Regions from separate parts of the Sus scrofa genome. Here all the other regions are linked to region 2. Evidence: chromatin contacts called from public Hi-C and promoter capture Hi-C data. All regions are on one chromosome and are shown on one strand. The core of a region is the stretch at or near the end of the contact, and the rest is flanking DNA. Distances in the headings are between cores, read along the strand shown.

Region 1 (2,700 bases), core at 125-2,624, 1.4 Mb after region 2:
AACCAAGGCCAGCTAGGCGGGAGGGAGGAGGTGCGGAGACCACCTGCAACGGCAGGCGCGGGAAAGGGGGTGCAGGAGCCGGGCTCCCGCCAACAAGTCTCCCGGGGTCTCCCACCCCCCACCCCTGGCTCACAAGTTGCGCATTTAAGTTCAGACCAGTGGCCCCTTGGCCTCCAGAGCCCTCGGCACTCCCGAATCATAAGAAAAACACGACACGGAAGAGGCCACCCCAGACCCCGAGGAGATGGAGCCGGGCCCCTGAGGGGCCCGTCACCTCCCCTCCACTCACCCCTCCAGCGGCCGGCCCTGTCACCGCCCGGACCCAAGGCCCCTTGCCCGGACGCCGGCGACAGAGGCTCGAGCTTCCCCCCCCCCGCCGCCTCCGGCGCCTCGGCCTCCTCCCCTCTAAATCGTCCAAATGCCCCCCGCACCTTTTAAAGTACACGGAGGAAGAGTTTCCCATCAAACTTTGTCAAGCAGTAACCTCGCCCCCCTCCCCGACCCACACTTTCAGGGCAGTCACCAGGAGAGAGCACTTTACACTTGGGATAAGGCGAATTAAGGACCTGTCAACCATTTTAGGTCTTTTATTTTATAGAAGACATCCTCTCCTTCCCCTCCCTCCCTCTCTCCCCGTGCCAAGGTTTAATCTGACACCCAACCTTCCCACCGCCGAAAAGGGGGGGGGTTGAGGAGGGAGGGGGTGGGGACGGAGGGCAGGAGGAGGGTAGCGAGGGAGAGCGGAAAAGGGAGGTTGGAAGGGGGCCGCAGGGAGGGGAAGGGGGTTGATTTACCTGAGACCAGCCACTGGCCTCCATTGTTGGAGAATTCAATGGCATTGACACAGCCGAAGTGGCCGAGGAGGTCCTTCTTGTAGAGGTTTCTGCAGCCTCGCAGGCGTCTCCTCTGAAAGTCCTGAGTGAGCAGGGGGTCCCCATGCAAGCCCCGCTGGGACAAGAAGCCCACCACTGACCTCATGCTGCCCCCCAGGCCAGCTCTCCTCTTCATGCTGGAACCGCCGCCGCCGCCGCTCGCGCCGCCGCCCCTCCCTCGGCCTCACGCGCGGCCGCCGCTCTCCCCCCACCCGGCCCTCCCCCCGCGCTGCGATCCGGATGGTTCTTTAACCAGCCATAGCAGACGGAGCGAGGTGTGCAGACACTCGGTGGCGTTCGCGGCTTCCTGACGGTCCCCTCCCTCCCCTTCCCCCTCCTAGGCTCCTCCTTCTCCTTCTCCGCCCCCTCCAGCAGCTGATCCTCAGCTGCGGCCGCGCTTCCGCGATGCGCGCGGCCCTTCCGCCGGCCGCGGGGGCCGGGAGAATGCGGGTGGCAGCGGCCCCTCCCCCGCCGCGGGCTCCAGGCGGGAAGGACGCGGGCTGCTGGCCTCGAGGCGGCGGGCGGCGGCTCGGCTGTCCCCGCGCCGCAGCTCCTCCCGGCGCGAGGACCCGAGTCGCGCAGGGCGGAGGCCCGGCTGCACCCCCTGAGCGTTGCACTCTGTGAAGTTGGAGGCGCGCAACAATCAAAGTGGCCACGGGGCTGCGGGCTCGCCTTACTCCCCAGGCGGCCGGCGGTCCGTCGCCTCCCGGAGGCCCAGCGTCGGGGCGAGTGCGGCTCCCCGCGCTTTTTTTCGGTCCGGAAAATGCAGCCCGAGGTGGCAGAGAGGTGGAGGGAGGACTGCGGGCACAGGCTCCGATCGTCCTCCCTCAGTTCACCTCTTCCTGGGGCCGCCCGAGCCCTGCCCACGGGAAGGGAACCAGGAGTTAGGACTGGACTCTTGGGGTAAGGTTGCTTGGGGTTCCCCAAAGAAATTTTTAACACTACCCCTCCCCCTATTCAGTTCTCTAATAATTTTCCCTTCCTCCAGCCATTCAGTGAAAAAGGCTAAACCGGGTTCCCTCTGGTAGATGATAAAGTGGTATCAGAGAAAGAGAGGGGGCGGGGAAGGAATTCTTAAGAACTGAGAAGAAAATTGCCCAAAACCGAGTTGAGAAGGCTCACCTGCAAGACATAAGACACATTATTCAAAAATAGCAATTTATGTTATTTAATTGGATGCGGTGAGCTCCCCTTCAAGGTCTTGAGTGTAGAGCTCAGAAGCTGAACAGCTGTTAACCAGCAGCTGCATTCCAGGCCCGAAGTAGCTGCACGTCAATAGGCCAGGAGCCTCCGCGTTCCCCCCCTAGTGAGGAGATTGGGTGTTAAGTGCTTTGGAATTCTACTAGGTACAGTAAAAAATCCCCTTGTCAGTGTATTTTTCCCAGAAGCTATCCTCTGTCATTAAACGGTAATAGACTACTAGAATAGGCGGTTGTCAGTTTTGCCCTTTCAATTTAGCAGGAATTGCATCCTCTGTCAGAGAGAGCACATGAACAGTCAGGTATACGCACCGTGAAAGAGGGGCCATGAAGAGGACCCCCATCAAGCAAAATGAGCTACTTCTACTTTTTGTACAAGGACAATGATAAGATGAATCATACTCATAACAAAAATGCAAGTAAAATGTTTGATTTAAAAATCAACATTATAACAAATGTTGCCAAACATCACAGAAATTCCCTAAATTCCAGAAAGTGTGGTTTTAATGGAATATTTCCCTAAACAGGAAAATATGTAATACTTTCCCTTAAAAATTTTAATTTTCAGGATGCTTCGTAGTGTTTATTCATTATAACAGCACCATAAAGATCAGTAGTGGTATACCAGC
Region 2 (2,700 bases), core at 40-2,539:
CAAGTTAAAGCTAGAGCCCCCTCCCTATTTCTTTGCCCTGTTTTATTTTCTCACATTGCTTTAACACCACCTCTTTTTTTTGTCTTTTTGCCATTTCTTGGGCTGCTCGCACAGCATATGGAGGTTCCCAGGCTAGGGGTTGAATCGGAGCTGTAGCCACTCACCTACGCCAGAGCCACAGCAATGCGGGATCCCAGCCGAGTCTGCGACCTACACCACACCTTACAGCAACGCCAGATCAACCCACTGAGCAAGGTCAAGGATCGAACCCGCAACCCCATGGTTCCTAGTTGGATTCGTTAACCACTGAGCCATGACGGGAACTCCGCACCACCTCTTGATATTTATATTATCATCAACCTATAGAAGAGACTTTAAGCGTTTTCACTGTAGTTTGTAATATTACCAGCATCTAGGACAGTGCCTAGCACACAGCAGACTCCTCCAATAAATATGTTAAACAAAGATATAATTCTCACCAGTGTGTCAATTCATATGACCTTGAGGAACTCACAGAGCAAACACTCAAGCTTTGACACTTAAGTAAAAACAACAAAAATCTTACCTGCTTTGCCATGGAGAGCTATTTGTCTTAGGACAAAAAACTATGGCAAACTTCCCTATGTGAATTCGAACTCTTTATTTCCTCCAAGCAAAACCTGCAGCAATCCGAACTTTAAAATCAAGGAGCAAGAAACAGTCTAGGCGGAGTTCAGAGGACGACCATACCTAATGATCACAATCCTGATTTTAAAGAACCCCCCCTCCAAGACTGGTTACTTACCAACCCCCAGAGTTATGACTCCTTTGGGTTCTGAACTTTTTTTGTGCTACGGCTCTTCTGCCAGTCTGGGTCTCTTTTGAAAATAGTTTTGGATATATAAAACAAAAATACAGAAAGCTACAAAAGAAACCCATTCTACTGAAACACAGCATCTCAGATTTAAGGTCTGTACTCTTCTTGCCACGCTGAAGACGAAACGAGAAAAATCTGAACGCTATAGGATCAAAAGGGAACACCTGGCAGTAGGGAGCTCCCGGGTGCCTGGACCCAGCCAACCTTAGGGGGCGTGTCTGAGAATGAGAAGCGAGAGAAGAGGGTGGGGGCCCTTCCTCGCAGAGCTGGCGGAGCCGGGTTCCCCTAGGCTCAGCCCGCCCCCGCCTTACCTGTCCCTGCTATCCCCAGGAGCCGCTCCGGCACCCCTCGTAGGTCTTCATGGAGGCCGCGGAAGATCTCGTGCAGTTTCTCGAAATGCTCCGAGGAGGCGGCGGAGGTGGCCATGGCGGAGGCCGCTCTACAACAGCGGCCGCCGAGACTCAGGGCTCGGGGCCCACTTCTACGCCACCGTCAGCCGCCCAGCCCCGCAGGCATCACGGCGACCGCCGCCACCACCTCCCAGGACGAGGCGCTTCCGGCGCCGCGGCGGGGTCCTGCCGAACCGGAACGCCCACCCCCTGCATGGCGTCACTGACGGCGCGCCAGGCGCCAAAGCCTGACGGAAAGTTTGGCAGCGTGCGCTGCCCGGGCGACTCCTGCGGGGGTGGCAGCGATCTGACGCTAGCCGGCAGTCTCGGAACCCGGGAAATACCCAGCTCGGCGTCGGGGAGAGCGCCACAGCGGAAGGGACTTTGGGGACCCGCAGGCCGGGCGGCACGGCCCCCTCCCTCTCGGGATCCGCCTTCCGTCGAGGGGCTGTAGTGCATGCTGGGGGCTGTAGTTCGGCGCGGAAAACGCCCCTACTCGGAAGTCACGCATCGTTGGGGGCGGTGGCCCTGTGGTCGCCGCGGCCGCGGACGTGACGCTAACATATCGGTAGCGCGTGGTCGTCGTCTTCACTCTGGTGGTAATGTTTGGCCACTCTGATTCAGTCCACATTATGACTGTTAGCTTTCAGTTTTCGGAAAATAGCTGGGTCAGGTTCCTGCCTGCTCTCAAGCAGTAAAGCACTTTGACTGGGAGTCAAGTGATCAGTCATATGCTTTCAGGAGTGGCCCTCGGGCAGGGTGGCCCCTAAAATACTCACCCTCTAGCCGCCGCAGCTGCGGTGCACTCGTTCACTTAGCCGGTGTTTGTCAATTTAAGGGTAGTCACTGTGGTGGGATCTGGGAAAGTGTTGGTGAATAAGTTTCTCTCTGCGCTTGGGTAATTTATAATGAAGGCAGACCTGGCTTTTATCAGCTCTCTCTCAAGTGTAATGTGTTAACAATTACAAGATCTTTTTCTGCACTTCGTGGGTTTTCGTGATTTAATGGAGGAAAATTCCTATTTTCACTGATGAGTTTGCCTATGGAGCCCATTCTGGAATACTTAAAACTGCCCGCACATGTTAAAAATATATGACTGACCAGGGGTAAATGATTTGGTAATTTTTATCTCCTGGACCCTAGTTTTTTATTAGACCGAATTCATTGATCATTGATTCAACAAATTTTTGTTGAGCTCCTAATATTGAACATAGAGATAGATAGCAAAGTCTGAGGTCATCAGTGGCAGTGTACTGTGGTAAGTCCCATAGCATTGTGTTATAAATAAAAGGGACAGGTACAAAAAGAAGTAACAAATAGCCTGGGATGGAAAAAGTGATCTTTTCTTCATGAAAGATTAGTAGAAAATGGGTGAATGACTAATCAAATTATCGCATAACCAGAGTTAATGGCATTTGAATTGAGACTGTACTGTACTAGACTCTGGGACAAATT
Region 3 (2,700 bases), core at 14-2,513, 1.1 Mb after region 2:
GTTGTCGGTACCCCCCCGCCCAATTCCCTCTACATCTACGAGTCGCGGTCCCTTGGGAAAAAAAAGGTGAGCGAGTCCCACGTTCGCCCAAAGTCTGCAGGAGATCGGCTATCACAGGAGGAAGCCTGGCCGAACTGTGGCGAGCTGAAGTCCCACTGCAAACTCGTTTTGCAACATCCTTTGAATCACAACTCTTGGCCTTTTTCTCGCAGATCCCCAGCCTCTCCAGAACAGAAGGGGACACATCCCAGCAAAACACTGTCCTGAGATTTACCTCTCCACCGGACCCCCACTTCCCGAGCCGCAGTCCGGCAATGTGGCTGGAGAGACTCGAACCCCCTCCCGGCAGCGGTGTCGCCCGGCAGCGGCGACACCCTGAGCGCTCACAGGGAAACCGAGCCCACTACCGAAACCGGGCTCAAAAGCAGCACGTTATGGACGAATGAATCACCGAAAAAAAGAAAAAAAAAAAAAACTGCCCCGGTCAATGCCCCGCGTCCCCCGGGCAGCCCCACGTAAACTTCGCCCCTCAAAACTCTGGACTCCAGATTCCCATGTAATCCCCGCCAGGAGCTGCTGAAATTCAAAGGATGGGAAGGAAAGCGCCAAATTCCTTCAAACTGGGGGGCGAAATGGGGCGGAAAAAACAACTACCTCGCCTCTCCTCGCTTTTTCCCAGTCTTCCCAGACCTAAACTTTGGGGGGTTCTTTTGGCAGACAAGAGAAAAAAGAAAAAGGCTTAGAAAAGTAAATGCTCCGCCCCACTTTACCTTGCATAAAACTTCGCTCAAGTCGAAGATGGTGGCAGACACAAGGGTGGTAGTCATCCTGGGCGCTCGCACGGGGCAGGGACGAGGATCTGGTTTGTTGTGAAGGTCCCGGTGCGGGGAAGGCTCTCCGGTCTGGAGTCCCACACGCCTGCTCCCGGCGCCCCTCGCCTTTCTGACTCTCCCCGGCTGCGGCGCGCGAAGCCCAATTTATATAAGTTTCAGATTTGGTGGGCCGGAGAAGAGGGAGGAGCTTTAAACTTATTTAAATGAGGAAGAGGAGGAAAAAAAGTTGATTGACACTGAAGTTGAATCAGCCATGCGGTCAAACTCGGGGGAAAAAAAAAAAGAAAGAAACTTTCAAAAGGAAGAAGGGGGAGGGGAGACGAGGAAAGAAGGCAAAGAAGAAAAAAAAAAAAACCCACTGCGAGCTGCGCACAACTTTTTTTCTTAAAGAGGAAAAGTTTCGACTCCGCTCGCTTGGCTACCCCTCGCTGCAGGCGCCCCTCTCTGGGGCGGTGCGCCGCGCGGGGGGAGGAGGGGAGCCCCCCCCTTTGTCAGCCTGCGAGCGCGGCTCTGTGACATCACTCATTCCACCCTCTTCGGGGTTCTTGTTGTTGTGTTGTTGTTTTTTTGTCGGGCAGGAAGGCGGGCTCGACTTTCTCTTTTTGCAAGCTGGAGCAGAAGCCCGTCCTTAGCGCCCGGGCTGCGGTTTCCATCTTGAGCAGATCTCCCTTGAAACTTCTCCAAGTACCCGCATAACTTACTCTTTCCCCGAGTTTTCTTTCGCACTCGGCTCCCCTCCGCAAACCCCACGGGGAGAGGAGATTGAAAATAAGAAGCTCACAAAGCGTTCAAGTTTAGGGTTTTGTTTTTTTTCAGGGGCGGGGATGGGGGTTGAGAGAGGAGGATTAGGAGACTTTTTTCCCCCCAGGAGGCCCTGGCCTGGCGGGGACGAGCACAGAGCGATTTAGCCCGCCGCACGCGTCTACACCCGCGATCGCTTTGCAGCGGACACCCTCCGAGAGTGGACTGGAGGGGTGGGGGGGGCGGGTTGTTAGCGAAAAGACCACGGCCCTGGCGGATTGTTTTAACAGGCTTGGGAGTGTATTTATTTCACACATCGATCTTTAAACGTTTTTGTAAAGAAAACCCGAATCCTCATGAGCGCCTCTTCTCCTCCTCGGAGGGAAAAAAAAAACCCACCCAGCAAGGCACAACTTTCCCCGCGCACTCTGAACCACGGGCCGCGCCGAAACTACCCCTACCAACACACATGCGCGCGCACACACACACACACGCACACACACACACACATACACCTAAACCACTGAACAAGGAAAAAAAAGTTGCTTTGGTAAAATAAAGGTAAAGAGATGGAGGAAGGCGACACTTTTAACTTATTGTTGCTTCTCCCCCGCCCCCAGGGGAACGGAACATATGGCTTGTCACAGTGAGCTGTTTTGGCGGGATGGGAGGAGGGGGGATATGGGATCCTCGAAACCGAAATGCCCCAATTGATTATTATGCTTTTGAAAACTGGGAAGTATATATTTATTTACTGTTAAGTTCAGATGCCCCTTCACCCACCCAAATAAAAAGTTGTCAACGTGTGCCCCACTGCCCACGGGTTGCTGGCGAGAAGACCGTGATGGAAATCTTGGGGCCGCATTTCTTTCCTATTTCCCCGCGTGCCCGGACGCCTCCTTGGCCCTCGCACGTTTCTTCCCAGCACTCGAGGCGGCCGGGTCTGTTATGAAACCCTGTGCGCTGAGTGGCTAAGAGCGGGTTCCATTGCGATGTAATTAGGTCACCCCATTATGAGCACGTTTCTTTGGAAAGGACGGGGCGGGCGGAGTAGAGCGCCTGAGTCGCACTCTCACACCACCACCAACACACACACACACACACACACACACATTTTTACTGCATT

Evidence for each region. Promoter capture Hi-C pulls out the DNA fragments that hold promoters and counts their contacts. A called contact is a pair of places that touch in the nucleus more often than the background predicts.
Region 1: a contact with region 2 is called in a Hi-C map of heart right ventricle, with 4 times the contacts expected there. The contact joins the promoter of DCAF5 here to the promoter of VTI1B in region 2. A contact is called at or near these places in 1 of 47 Hi-C or Micro-C datasets (heart right ventricle) and 1 of 2 datasets of contacts at active chromatin or transcription factors (alveolar macrophages).
Region 3: a contact with region 2 is called in a promoter capture Hi-C map of liver, with 6 times the contacts expected there. The contact joins the promoter of ZFP36L1 here to the promoter of VTI1B in region 2. A contact is called at or near these places in 1 of 5 promoter capture datasets (liver) and 1 of 2 datasets of contacts at active chromatin or transcription factors (alveolar macrophages).

What each region holds. Positions count from the first base shown.
Region 1 is chr7:92,811,923-92,814,622 of Sscrofa11.1, forward strand. DCAF5 (DDB1- and CUL4-associated factor 5) reads right to left here and starts at 1,375. Exons shown (of 9, transcript XM_021099398.1): 1 at 795-1,375. The coding sequence starts at 1,008.
Region 2 is chr7:91,412,191-91,414,890 of Sscrofa11.1, forward strand. VTI1B (vesicle transport through interaction with t-SNAREs 1B) reads right to left here and starts at 1,290. Exons shown (of 6, transcript NM_214437.1): 1 at 1,168-1,290. The coding sequence starts at 1,282.
Region 3 is chr7:92,494,601-92,497,300 of Sscrofa11.1, forward strand. It overlaps ZFP36L1 (mRNA decay activator protein ZFP36L1), which reads right to left and starts at 1,264. Exons shown (of 2, transcript XM_013989124.2): 1 at 771-1,264. The coding sequence starts at 827.